2 separate regions of the Mus musculus genome follow, and region 2 is linked to region 1. A link is a contact called in public promoter capture Hi-C data. All regions are on one chromosome and are shown on one strand. The core of a region is the stretch at or near the end of the contact, and the rest is flanking DNA. Distances in the headings are between cores, read along the strand shown.

The links. Promoter capture Hi-C pulls out the DNA fragments that hold promoters and counts their contacts.
Region 2: a contact with region 1 is called in a promoter capture Hi-C map of embryonic stem cells, with 4 times the contacts expected there. The contact joins the promoter of 4930523C07Rik here to the promoter of Tnr in region 1. A contact is called at or near these places in 4 of 39 promoter capture datasets (embryonic stem cells, frontonasal cranial neural crest and neural stem cells), 2 of 115 datasets of contacts at active chromatin or transcription factors (embryonic stem cells and forebrain) and 2 of 9 other capture datasets (embryonic stem cells and pancreatic islet).

The regions. Positions count from the first base shown.
Region 1 is chr1:159,520,757-159,526,014 of GRCm38.p6, forward strand. Tnr (tenascin R) reads left to right here and starts at 3,013. Exons shown (of 23, transcript NM_022312.3): 1 at 3,013-3,459.
Region 2 is chr1:160,041,692-160,047,589 of GRCm38.p6, forward strand. 4930523C07Rik (RIKEN cDNA 4930523C07 gene) reads left to right here and starts at 2,689. Exons shown (of 3, transcript NM_001162896.1): 1 at 2,689-3,062. It overlaps Gm37294 (predicted gene, 37294), which reads right to left and starts at 2,626. Exons shown (of 2, transcript NR_168324.1): 1 at 2,457-2,626; 2 at 10-319.

The sequences.
Region 1 (5,258 bases), core at 1,763-4,262:
CCCCATTCTTATAACAAAGTCATAGCTATATCTTCTGAGTTCTGTGTCTACCCTTAAGTTCAAAAAACGTGGACCCTAGAACCTTCTGGAATGTTGGGTGGGGCATAGCTTTTCTTTAGGAAGGCAAATCATTATGATGAACTATCCTATGGCTCCAGAGACTAGAGGGACTAGAGGTAGCTGGGTACCAAGGGTGAAACTCTATTTGTTCTGGATGCATAGGTGGAAAATGACAATATAGAGGAGGGTTTGGCAGCTGGAATACTGGCCATTGAGTCCCAGCTTCCAGAGGGGACAGTGTACCAGAGGAGCCTCATCTTTAAGGAGGATTAGACAATAAGGAACTAGTGATTGAGCTCAGCCCAATATTAAGTTTAATTTACTTAGGCTACACTTATGAGACAGCAATGTTCACTTCCATAGCTATTTCCTGAGTATCCACCACTTTAGCTGCAAGGGTGAAAGAAACATAAAAGTTGACCCAGATTAAGAGTTGAGATCCTGTCTTCAGTCTTCTTAGCTCTCTTTCCTGTTGAGGTCTCCACTCAGTAGCCATTATGAATAAGCAAATGGGTTTGAACCTATATACTCGACACCAGAGCACAATATGAGCTCTAGACATACTCTAGCCAGCATCTAGACATCTCAAAGTTAGGGCTTTCTTCAAACTTGACATATCCCAGACTAGCTCATCAGTCTCATTTCATTCACATTCTTCCCAAACCTGTCCACCTTCCAAACTTTGGTATTTTTATATTACAGTGATCTACCCTCTCTTTCTTAAATGTTCCATTCTTCTTTCAGACAAATCTGATCTCATAGTTTGTAGACAGCAACAGAGGATAAGTTTCAGAACCCAAATTCATTAAGGTCCAGATTAATGACAACTTCCTGGTTGAAAACCTCATCAGCCTTCCCAGATAGAACTCCCTCCTCCAGCTCACAGAAGTTAACGTGAAATTCTCTTATCCTCTCTGTATCCTGCCCCACTCAAATCCAAGTTTCCAATATCTTAGCTGCTCCGAAGTAGTCCCACTTTTTAATGCATTTGACAATTCTACATGTAGTAAAAACAGTTATTTTACCTTTGATTGATCCTGTTCTGAACTGACTAGTGTTTCTTTGTGGCTTTCTCTCCTGATGTTCATTGATCACTGGTTCTGTGTTTTTGCAGGTGCCACATGCTTGTTAATGTGTGTGCTAGAATCCTTACAGAGCTGTATGTGCACTTCAGAAAAGAGAAAGTGCATCTTACATACAATGATTTTAGAGTCAAACACACATGCTTTTGATTTGAGCACAAGAGATCATTAGAAAGCTAGTTAATTTGTGTGACCCAGCCTCCTCATTTGTAAATAGTAGGTAATATTTACCCTGGAAGGTTCACAACCCTCTCTCTTCATCCCCTTGAGTTTGCCATGCCTTCAGCTTCAGTTTCTCATTGGCCCTTTGCTAAAATAACCCTCATGCTTCCAGTCTCATCCTAGATACTGTGCTCTGTGGAAGCCTGCAGCCCTCTGGTCAAGTTAGTTTTCTTGCCCGTGTTCTCATTTATTACATTGCCTCTGCCCGTGTCTTGGCATCAGCCTCTGAACTGTCTGGTCTCTGCCCTTTCTTTCCACTTTGAGAAACTGCAAATTCCATAAAAATGGGAACTGTGATTTGCAAAACATCAAATCCCATCTTTGCTCTTCCTCATTCCTTTTAATCCAAAGATTTCTTAAAGCAAGTTATATTAGGTAAGGAATTCATGACTGAAGTTCTGAAGAAAATGCCCACATCTTACTTGATTCTCATTAGCTGGCATTGCAGGAGTTCAGCTCACCAAATTGCTGGCTCCATCCTAGTACTGTATTAGGCTCCAGGCAGTGATCTGCTTTAGGTGTAGAAATTAAATAATGTGTCCTGTGAATTGTTACTAATACCCAGTACTTTCCAATTTCATGAGATTCACAACTGGTTTTTGTATCTGTGAAACTGCCCAAATCACTAAGAGAATGTATTTTCTTAGCAGATTTTCAAAAGTAATAGCAATCCCCACAGTTCATTTGGCACATATAGTTCTAAATATTTTATTAAAAACTCAGCCACATGCAAATTCATTGGAACAACCTAGGCACTTTATTTAGAATACCAACAATGATCACTTGTAGGTATTATCTCATGTTTACTTTAAATGTTGTGACTTCTAAAGTGACATAGCACTAGCTTTGTTATCTTGGACAAGAAATTTTATCCCTTTCTGCCTCAGTCCTTCAGTCTAAAAGATGCAATTGGAGCATTTGCACTGTAGGATTAATGTATGCGTTAAATGAGATGTTACCTGTAAGGATTAGTAGCAATGCTTAGCACTTGGTACAAATGCTGTATAAAGTTAGCTATTATTATATGTCAAGGGTGAATCAGATGTAAGCAAAGCTTTTGGATGAGACTGGAGTTAAATTTCCTGTCAGCTGTATGTTACTCTGTTCCTTCAGCATTCCTATTCAGTAGGGAGGGGGCAGCACTATCCACATTTTACAAACAGTGGAATTGAGCCACAGAGAAGCAAAATGTATAGTGCACGAGTGGCAGCCGAAAACTAAGACTGACTTTGTAGACATAAGTTCCAAAGCACTTTCCAGGTGGCTGAGTTACTGGGCAGTTAATGAGTGTAAGCTTGCCTTTCCAAGTCTGAGCAGAGACCTCCTTTGCCCCTTTTCTGCCAAACATTTATCCTAAAGGCATACCCCTCCCCAATACCATATCAGGTTTTCCTACTGCAACTACAGGAAAAGGATCAGCAAAAGGCCCTTTGTCTTCCTACAGGCTCACCAGAGGGAAGTCTTTGACTCCATCAGGACTGGGACTGTTTGACTCTTTAGAAAAGCAGTCTCCAAGAGTTTGTGGGTGCAGGGAGCCTGAACTCAGACTGTTCAAGAGGACCAAAGACGCGTTGCTTTTCTGTCCACTAGGGGGCTACTTGTAGAAGGCTGGGAAAAAAACAGCTTAAAAATATGCTGCTGAAATTTCAGTAAGAGGGGAAAAGAGAGAGCTTGTGAGAGACAGCAGAGCGGTCCCAGGCTTCCTCATCTCGTTCACGTCAGAGGCAGGAACCGACTGTGCTAAGGCTGTTGGCTCAACACGCAGAGACAGAGCTGGGGCAGCCTCAGAGACAGGGAAAGAAGAGGTCCTCCCTGACCCAAGAAATTACCACGAGTGGAGTAAAGCCATCTGACTTTTTGGTCTTATTTTGGTTGCTTCTTCTCTCCTTCTACTGGTAGACCTACCAGCTGCTGTTTCGTTTCTTTCGTGAAGCCTTCTCTCTGCCTCTCAGAAAAAAAGAGGAAGGCAAGAGAGGGAGAGAGGTGGGCGCTCTAGGTGAGCGCATCAGCTGGCTCCAGCCCGAACGTACAAGAATTCTCTGCTTTGGAAGCTGCTCTAGCTCTCTGCTCTCCGGCTACCCACCCCCCAACCTGGGTAAGTCCGGAGTACTGCGCTCCTCTGTTTCCTTGCTAGCGAGATTTCAGCACCACGGAGAGCGATTAGATGCATGTTTGTTCTTCAAGCCATTTGGCTGTAAGGTTACATCTCTTTCGGCTGCCGATAAAGCGGGGTTCTGCGTAGGGAGAAAAGAAAGGAGAAAGGCGCAAAACTGTGTGTCTACCGAATTAGAGGGGGATATGGACCTTGGCCTTGGGAGTGAGCCTGAGCAAATGTATGTGTGTGCACTGTTGCATAAGACAGGTGAGGTCGGAGCTAGCAGGCTTGTAATTGTGCTAGTCTCCCGTGTGAGGCTGTCCTTTTTATATGTAGCTGGGAGGGAGGGTTTGGGGAAAAGAGTCCTGGGTTTTCCTAAATTAACTCTTTCATACCCAGCCATAGGTGGTGGGAAAGTGTTACAGGAAAAGCCTGGGGGACAGGAGTGGAGGTAGAGTTAAAAGTTGTGCTTCCAGGAGGGAGCTTGGAGAAGCAATATTTTAAAATGTCATTCCCCCCACCCCCACCCCCCAGGATTACCTGGATTCTTGATGTAGTGACAGCCTAACCTGACCTTTTGCTTCCTTTCCTGGTGTCAGTTCCTGGTGGGCAGATGCAACAGGTTAGCCCCAGGCTGGGGGTAAATTTGGGGCTGAGGTCTCTAATTTCACACTTCAAGGAAAATACTCAGCCTGGCAGGGGCTGACTGACTCGAATTATACTATATTTGTAAGCAGGCAGGGAAGACCATCCACTTCTCTCTTACCCTTGGTTGGAGAGAGGAAAAAAGTCCACTCTCCCCTGTTTCCTGGGGGCATTTGTCAGTGACAAGCAGCCCAGAGGAAAGGGTTTGTCTTCACTTGTCTATGGAGTCAGGGGAAAACCTAGACTGGCCCAAGCCTGAAAGTGTCTTCTCCAGCTCCCACCCAGGGCCTCCAGGGCCTCACAGATGGTAGACTGGCATTACTACATTCTACTGCTTTTTCATGGTCTCTCTCTCCCTTTCTCTGTGTCTCTCTCTGCCTCTCTGTCTTCCTGTCTATTCTCCTCCCTCTCCTCCCTCCCCCATCTTCCTCTCTCTCAATACTTTCAATAAGTTACTTCTACCTATCTTGCTTTTTTCCTTAGAGACTCTATCTGCCTGCCCTCATGTCCCTGAGTTCTATTCAATCCTACTACATGAAGCTCCTCAACAAGTGGCCTTGGGGGCTTCCTTCAGTTACCAAAGTTTCCTGGGAGCCAGTATCCCAAGAGGGATGTGCAGCTCCTTGCAAGATAAAGCCTAAACTTGGTTGGCCTCTAACCCTTTGAGGTTCTGCTCACTCTTTTCCTCATGGGGTGGGGGAGGGACAGGTAGGTGGAGTTAGACACAGACCTTCTTCCCAGTGATGTCTTGTGTTACGGTTTTTAATTCAAAATCCTGGGCTTTTCTCCAACATGAGTAAAGTGTTCCCTACTTTGGATTGTGGGAAACTTCTAGGTGGGAGATATAGTTATGAAAGAAACAGTACCACCTTCCTTAGCTCCATCTCCACCCTGAGATTATAAGCAGCAGAACTAGAAACTTCAGTGTGTCTCTAGAATGAATGGCAGAGAGTAGTTTTTAGAGATGGGAAGACAGAGATGTCAGAGGTTGTAATGGTAGAAAAAGATTGAAGCATGCAACTTTAGAGAATCAGAAGCCCACACAGACTCATTCATACTCCATCCTTTCCCTTCACATTCCCCCAGTGTGTACCAGTAAGTGGATGATTTCTCTACCAACTAACTGGTCCCTGAATGCTTAAAAAGCCGTGCCC
Region 2 (5,898 bases), core at 1,439-3,938, 520 kb after region 1:
TTAAAACACTGAGAGGTGTAGGTGTTTTTATTTCAGTCTCTGTGCAAATGTTGTAGACGGCATTATTGTGTCGCAGTGGTAAGTGGCTGGACATGCCCGAGCCTCGTAGAGCATTGCAGGCAAGAATGCACCTGTTTTAGGTGATAATAACGTAATATTCTCTGTTAAATATTTCCCACACTGAAAAAGCCACCCCCTTTTGTTGTTGCCGCACAACACTATTCTGATTTCTGCACTCAGGGTGTATGACCTAATGGGAAACTGTCTCCCACAGATGGCTTGCACAGATGAATCCGTCCTGGCCAACACTGCCATTGACCTGTCAGAAATAGGACAGCACAAAGAGAGAATGAGTGCAGTTAGTCTTCACCTTCAACACAGGCTAAAACGTGATGTTTAATACCCTGTCAGTTCCCACACCAGCAGAGAGGGAACCCACAGGTTTTGTCCTTAACACTCTTAATATGGAACCAGAGCTCTTCAGGTGCTAAAGCCAGTGAGGGGTGGTCACCCACAAAAAGGTTTTAAATTTTCAGTCCTGGTTCACAAATCTGCTATTTGGGGGCTTTCTGTTTCTTAATTAGATGTGTCAACGCTCCATTTCACTCCACTTAGAGTCCACTCACCTCTTGACTACCTTCAAAGATCCTTACCTCAAACAAGAAAGCTTTTAAAGACTGCACCAGCACCGTGGTTGCCTGGGGCCATTCATGAGTTCATATAAGTTGAGACTTCACCGCCAAAGGGGAGACACAGTAGGTGGGTGCTCTAACTTGTTTTCTCATAAGGGATGCGTCATTCACCCCAAAGGAAAACCTGCTGGCCAGATGCTCACTCATTACGTTAAAACATCAATAGACCCTGTAGCCTTGGCAACTCAATAACAGCCTACCAAGCATCTTGTCATCTAGTAAGTCCCTGATTTGACTGCCACAACGTCGCTGCTACTTGATAGGTTCTAGACTTTTTCTGGATCTGTCTTCCTGTGGACTAAGACAACATTGGGATGCCGCCCTACAGATAAGCATCTGGTTTTTGAAGTGCTGAGCTCATGGTGACTGCCTTAGGTTCTTCATTTCTCTGTGTTGTTGTTGTTTCTGGAAAGCATTGTGACCATCAGCCTAGCCTGTCCATAAAGTTGTTCAGGAAAGTATTTTCCACTGTCTTCCCCCCTGCTCAGCAGGTGTTAACCCAGAAGTTGTCCATAGAAGCCACTCTCTCTCCTGATGATGATATGGTGATGAGGGATAGGCTGGACTAGATAGAACTACTCAGACTCAGATCTCAACTCCACTATACATTAGCAATGACCTTGCAGAAGAAAGTTACTCCCCATCCTCAGGGGAAGGGGGCAAATTACATCTCACACAGGTCCGGTGTAGGTCCTGGGGGAGACTCGGTCTCCAATCACCGCACCGGGTTTGCACTTAAGGTTTCCTGTCATTCCCCAAGCCTGTCTTCCTCCAGCTCCCTGGTCCATTAGACCCTAGACCCCTGCTTCAGATTTGACACACAATGGAAGCCTTCCATCCACCACTAAATTGTTGGTGGAATCCATCTATAGCTGTCTCTTGCTAAAACTGTCTTCTTTCAGAGCCTGATCGTCCCCCTGCCCTACCCACTTAACCGTACTACTCCCACCCCCAACCCCACCCCCACAACAGATCACTTGGACCACTCTTCTTATTATCATTCAAATCTAGATCTATGTAGGGCATAGTGAAACACGTCCTTAAACCCAGCAAATTTCTGTGAGGCCAACCTGTTTCTACATTGTGAGTTCCAGGCCTGCCGGGGCTATATAGTGAGACTCGGTTTCAAAGGAACAACAACAGATCTAGATCGAGTTCTCTCTGTGGGATTTCTGGGGGAAAACCTCTACTTAATCTGCCTTTGGAAGAAGACTACAGGACCAACTATCCTTGGCATTTCTGGATGAATGCTGGGTTTTCTCTTTGGCCTTTCAACCCAGAGCCAGCTGGCTTCTCTTGAGTAAACCGGAACTCTCTTGTTTCCCGGTTGTGACAGTTAGCTTCACCAATCATTTTAATTCAGGCACCCAAAGGCCGAAGGACCCTATGGCTCAGGCCCAGCCACTGGAAAGCAAGCACCAGCTGCGCACCCTCCTGACACCTACAATCCAATGAGTAGAACCTCCGGTCTTTATCATGGCAAGATCTCTCAAGGTCATTCCGGGGAAGCCCCTAGATACTCCACAGCCGCTTCTGCCTATCACACCTTCCCAACTTCCCTGCAGAAGCCTTGGAGGCACTGAGCAAGCTCTCTACCACCCCACCTTTACATTTGGGGGCGGAGTTAGACAAACAAGAGATCTGAATATAAGCTCACAAGGAGTAAATAAAATGAAAAGGGAGAACTTTTGAAGTTAGTTGTCCCTGCCTCCTGCGCTCCTAACATCTCCAGGTAACTCCCATGGAGCGCACACACAAAGATACCTTGTCACGAGGCACCGGGGATTGCTCTCCCTTTAGACACCCCAGCCCTTTTCCTGGAAGGTGACTTTATTCCACAGCACGGGGCTGTTATTTTTTCCTTAGGCCAGGGTTGGGAGTTTACACCCCACGTCTCTGGGAACACTGGCGCGTCTGTGAGCAAAGTTGGCTCTGGCGTCCTGAAGGAGGCGTGCTCGGGGCGGAGGGGCAAAAGAACGTCACAGTGGGGCGGAGTGGGGACACTGGCCGGGAGACCCGGAGGAAGGACACCCGCGCTGCGTGTGCTGTGGCGTGTGCCTCCTAGTTTAAGGTAGGAGTTGGGCTGAGGAGAGACAGAGCCAGCCAGTCAGATTCAGGAAGTTGCGTTCCTGACCTCAGTAGCAGAGCTGGGTGCGGTGAAACCTCAGCCAGGGACGCAGGGGGCGCTTTCCTCCACATCACACTGGTGGCACCCACTGACCGGCAGCGCCGCCTCTCTCCCGGGACCTGGCAGTGGGAGGGAGAGGCAGGAGCAGGGACCCAGACCTCACCCTTGTGCCCAAGTCACTTCAGAGCACCGGAACAGAGCCAGCGGTCCCGCCGGCGGGAAGCCTTCCAACGGACCCAAAGGTGAGTTTCAAAACTTTCTGTATCGCTTTGTGCTGTTGTTTTCAAAATAAGTTTGGGAGCTGCCCCGCTGTGGAAGGGGACTTTCCCATAGAAGAGTGAATCCGCCCCTGAGAGAAGTGAGATAAAGGGGTTATTTCTAAGAAGCCGTTTGCACAGTTGCTTTCATTCTTTCCTCCTAGAGGTCTCTCACCTTCTCTCTGCTCCTGGCCTGACACATGGGCTCCTCTGGAGTTTGGGGTGGAGTTCTCAGCTCCAGTTGACACCAGCTGCAGGTAGGAGCCATTTGAAAAGGACCAGATGGACATTGTCTAAACGGGCAAAGTCAGTATTTGAGATGCTCCTAAAATCATACCCTCTGGGATTTAAAAACAAAACAAAACCAAACAAACAAACAAACTCATTCTAAAAGAAACTATAATTTCAATGGGGCTAAAAGACTTACCAGACTGAAAATGTGGCCTGGAGCCAAGGGGTGGAGTGAGATCTGTATGCCATTCTGAGTCTCTAGAGAGTTTGTGTGACACATTTTTTTTCCTGAACTTTCCCAACTCTCTAAATGGTCCTTGATCTTCTTCCCACCCAGAAAGGTGGATTGGAAAACACAGCAGGTCCTGTTTTGAAGGGCTATGTAGGAATGATTTGTGTAACAGTAGTTAAGTAAATGATAGCCGGATAGCTGTTGTTTTCAACACCAGTCCTGCCTATCTGAAAGGGAACCCAAAGCAAAGACTAGTGCTTGCCCTAATGAACACCAGCCAGCCAGCCATGAGAATCCGCAGGCCTGCTCTGCCCAGTCTGCTCAATGAGGAAGGCTAGGAATGCAGCACCCAAGCCACTCCAAGCTCCTGCCTGCCAAAGCCTTTATGCTACATCCACCATTGGAAAGAGAGAGAGAACCTGGAGCTAATTTTAGGGAATCTTCATTCTGAAGTATTGTTGGGGACCAAGAACAAGTCTTAAATGGACACGGGTGCATCTTGTTCTTAACCCTTTTACAAAGTTTATCAACGCCACCTAAAGAGCCCTGCAACTGAAAGGTACTGCTGCGTTAAACGCAGCTGTGTCTGGTTTGTTTGTGTTTTGTAATTTTTTTTAATTAAATTTTCACATTCTATAGTTATGGGTAGGATAGTTTTGCAAGGGTCTCTCCTAGCTTTGAGCTAAAATTCAGATCTATCAACCACTTAGTCTGATATGTCTTCCCTTGGCCTGGTACCTCCCTTCTTCTGAAATTCTGCCTCCCCTTCTATACCCATGACACCGTTCTAGGAAAGAGGCCCATTACAAAACAACATTTCGGGCACTGTCAACATTTTGCCTACAGAATCAAAAGAGGTGAAAGCCACAGGATCAAACCCAAGAAGATAATAAACAGTCAGCAGGCTTCTGCACCAGTTTTAACGTGGAAGGGGCACACTCATTAGCTAAGCATCACTGTACCTACTGTGTGTTGGGCAATGTGCCAGGGCTATGGAATCTAAGGCGATGATGTAGTTTGTACTTTCAAAGAGCCACCAGACTGGCAAATAGACACTAGGAAACAAACCACAGTTCAGAGCAATGTACATTATATAATAGTAAAAAGTGAAACCATACAAAGGATGGAGCAATGGTCGTCTGGGAAGACAGCACTTCAGAAGTGGTGCACAATCAAGATCTTGAATATGACTAGCATTTCCCAGGGAAGAGGTACTGTGGGCAAAGAAAAGGCTTTCCCGAAGTCAACACAGGAGCAGCATGGAATGGGGATTTGTCCTCTCCTGCCAAGAGCGGAATGTCTTTCAAGGCATACTAAGCCATTATTAGGTAGTGGAATGGTCCTCTCAGATTTGTGTTTGGAGAAAGAATTACTGGCCAGATGAGGGAAGAAGAGAAGTAGGGGAGCTACATGGGGACATGGACACTGAGGGATGTGGGCTAGGGAGATAGCTTAGGCTTTCCTGGGATACCCGGTAAAGGAATTCCTAAGACTGTGACTTAATCCTGGATTAATGGAGCACAAGCATGACTTATCTGTTTAACTAGGTGAGTGAATCTCTAGGAATCACCTCCTCACTTAAAAAGGAGGATGAGGAATGTTTAGTTCAGTTGTAAGGTCTGCTAACACCTCTCCAGAATGTTAGTTACCAGACCTGTGTGAGGAACTTGTCTTCATTGGAATGAAGAGAACGGCCTGCTGAGGCTGCTTGCAAAACCTGGCAGAGTCACTTTCAGATCTGGATGCCAGCCCCAGGTCCAGAGCTTATGTACTTGGCATAGGGGCAACAACAACACAGGAAACAAAAATCAACTAGACATGTGTGTGTGCTCGGTACCTGACTTGATCACTTATCAACTGCCCTTGAACAAATCTTTGACTCACTCAGCTTCGCTTCCTTCATATTTAAAACGGATAATTATTACACACCAGGGTGGTGGTTAGAATCAGAATCCAATTGAAAAAGTAAGTAAATTTAATGTGCTACATAAAATTTAAGGCTTTATAAAATGTGAGGGTTTATTATTATTACCTCTTGAAGCTACCTAAACCACATGGTGTGTGTGCTCAGGACATAACAGCATCATGAGTAGACGGTGCTTTTTTAATAAACTATTTTAAGGCAGTAATGACAAAAGTCTCTTTGTCTTATCAGTGCTATGTGTAGTCTAGCCTCACCTCATCTGTCTTCTTTCCTACTGCTCAGCTTAAAGGGCTAGAGCCTAAAGAAGCAATGTGGTGGTATTATGTGTGCATGCAGGTTGATCACTACACAAGAACTTCTGAGGCTCGTGGGGCTAAAAGTAGCCAGAATCCTTCTGATAGGCCACTGACGTACCAGACTTGCAGCTGAGTCAA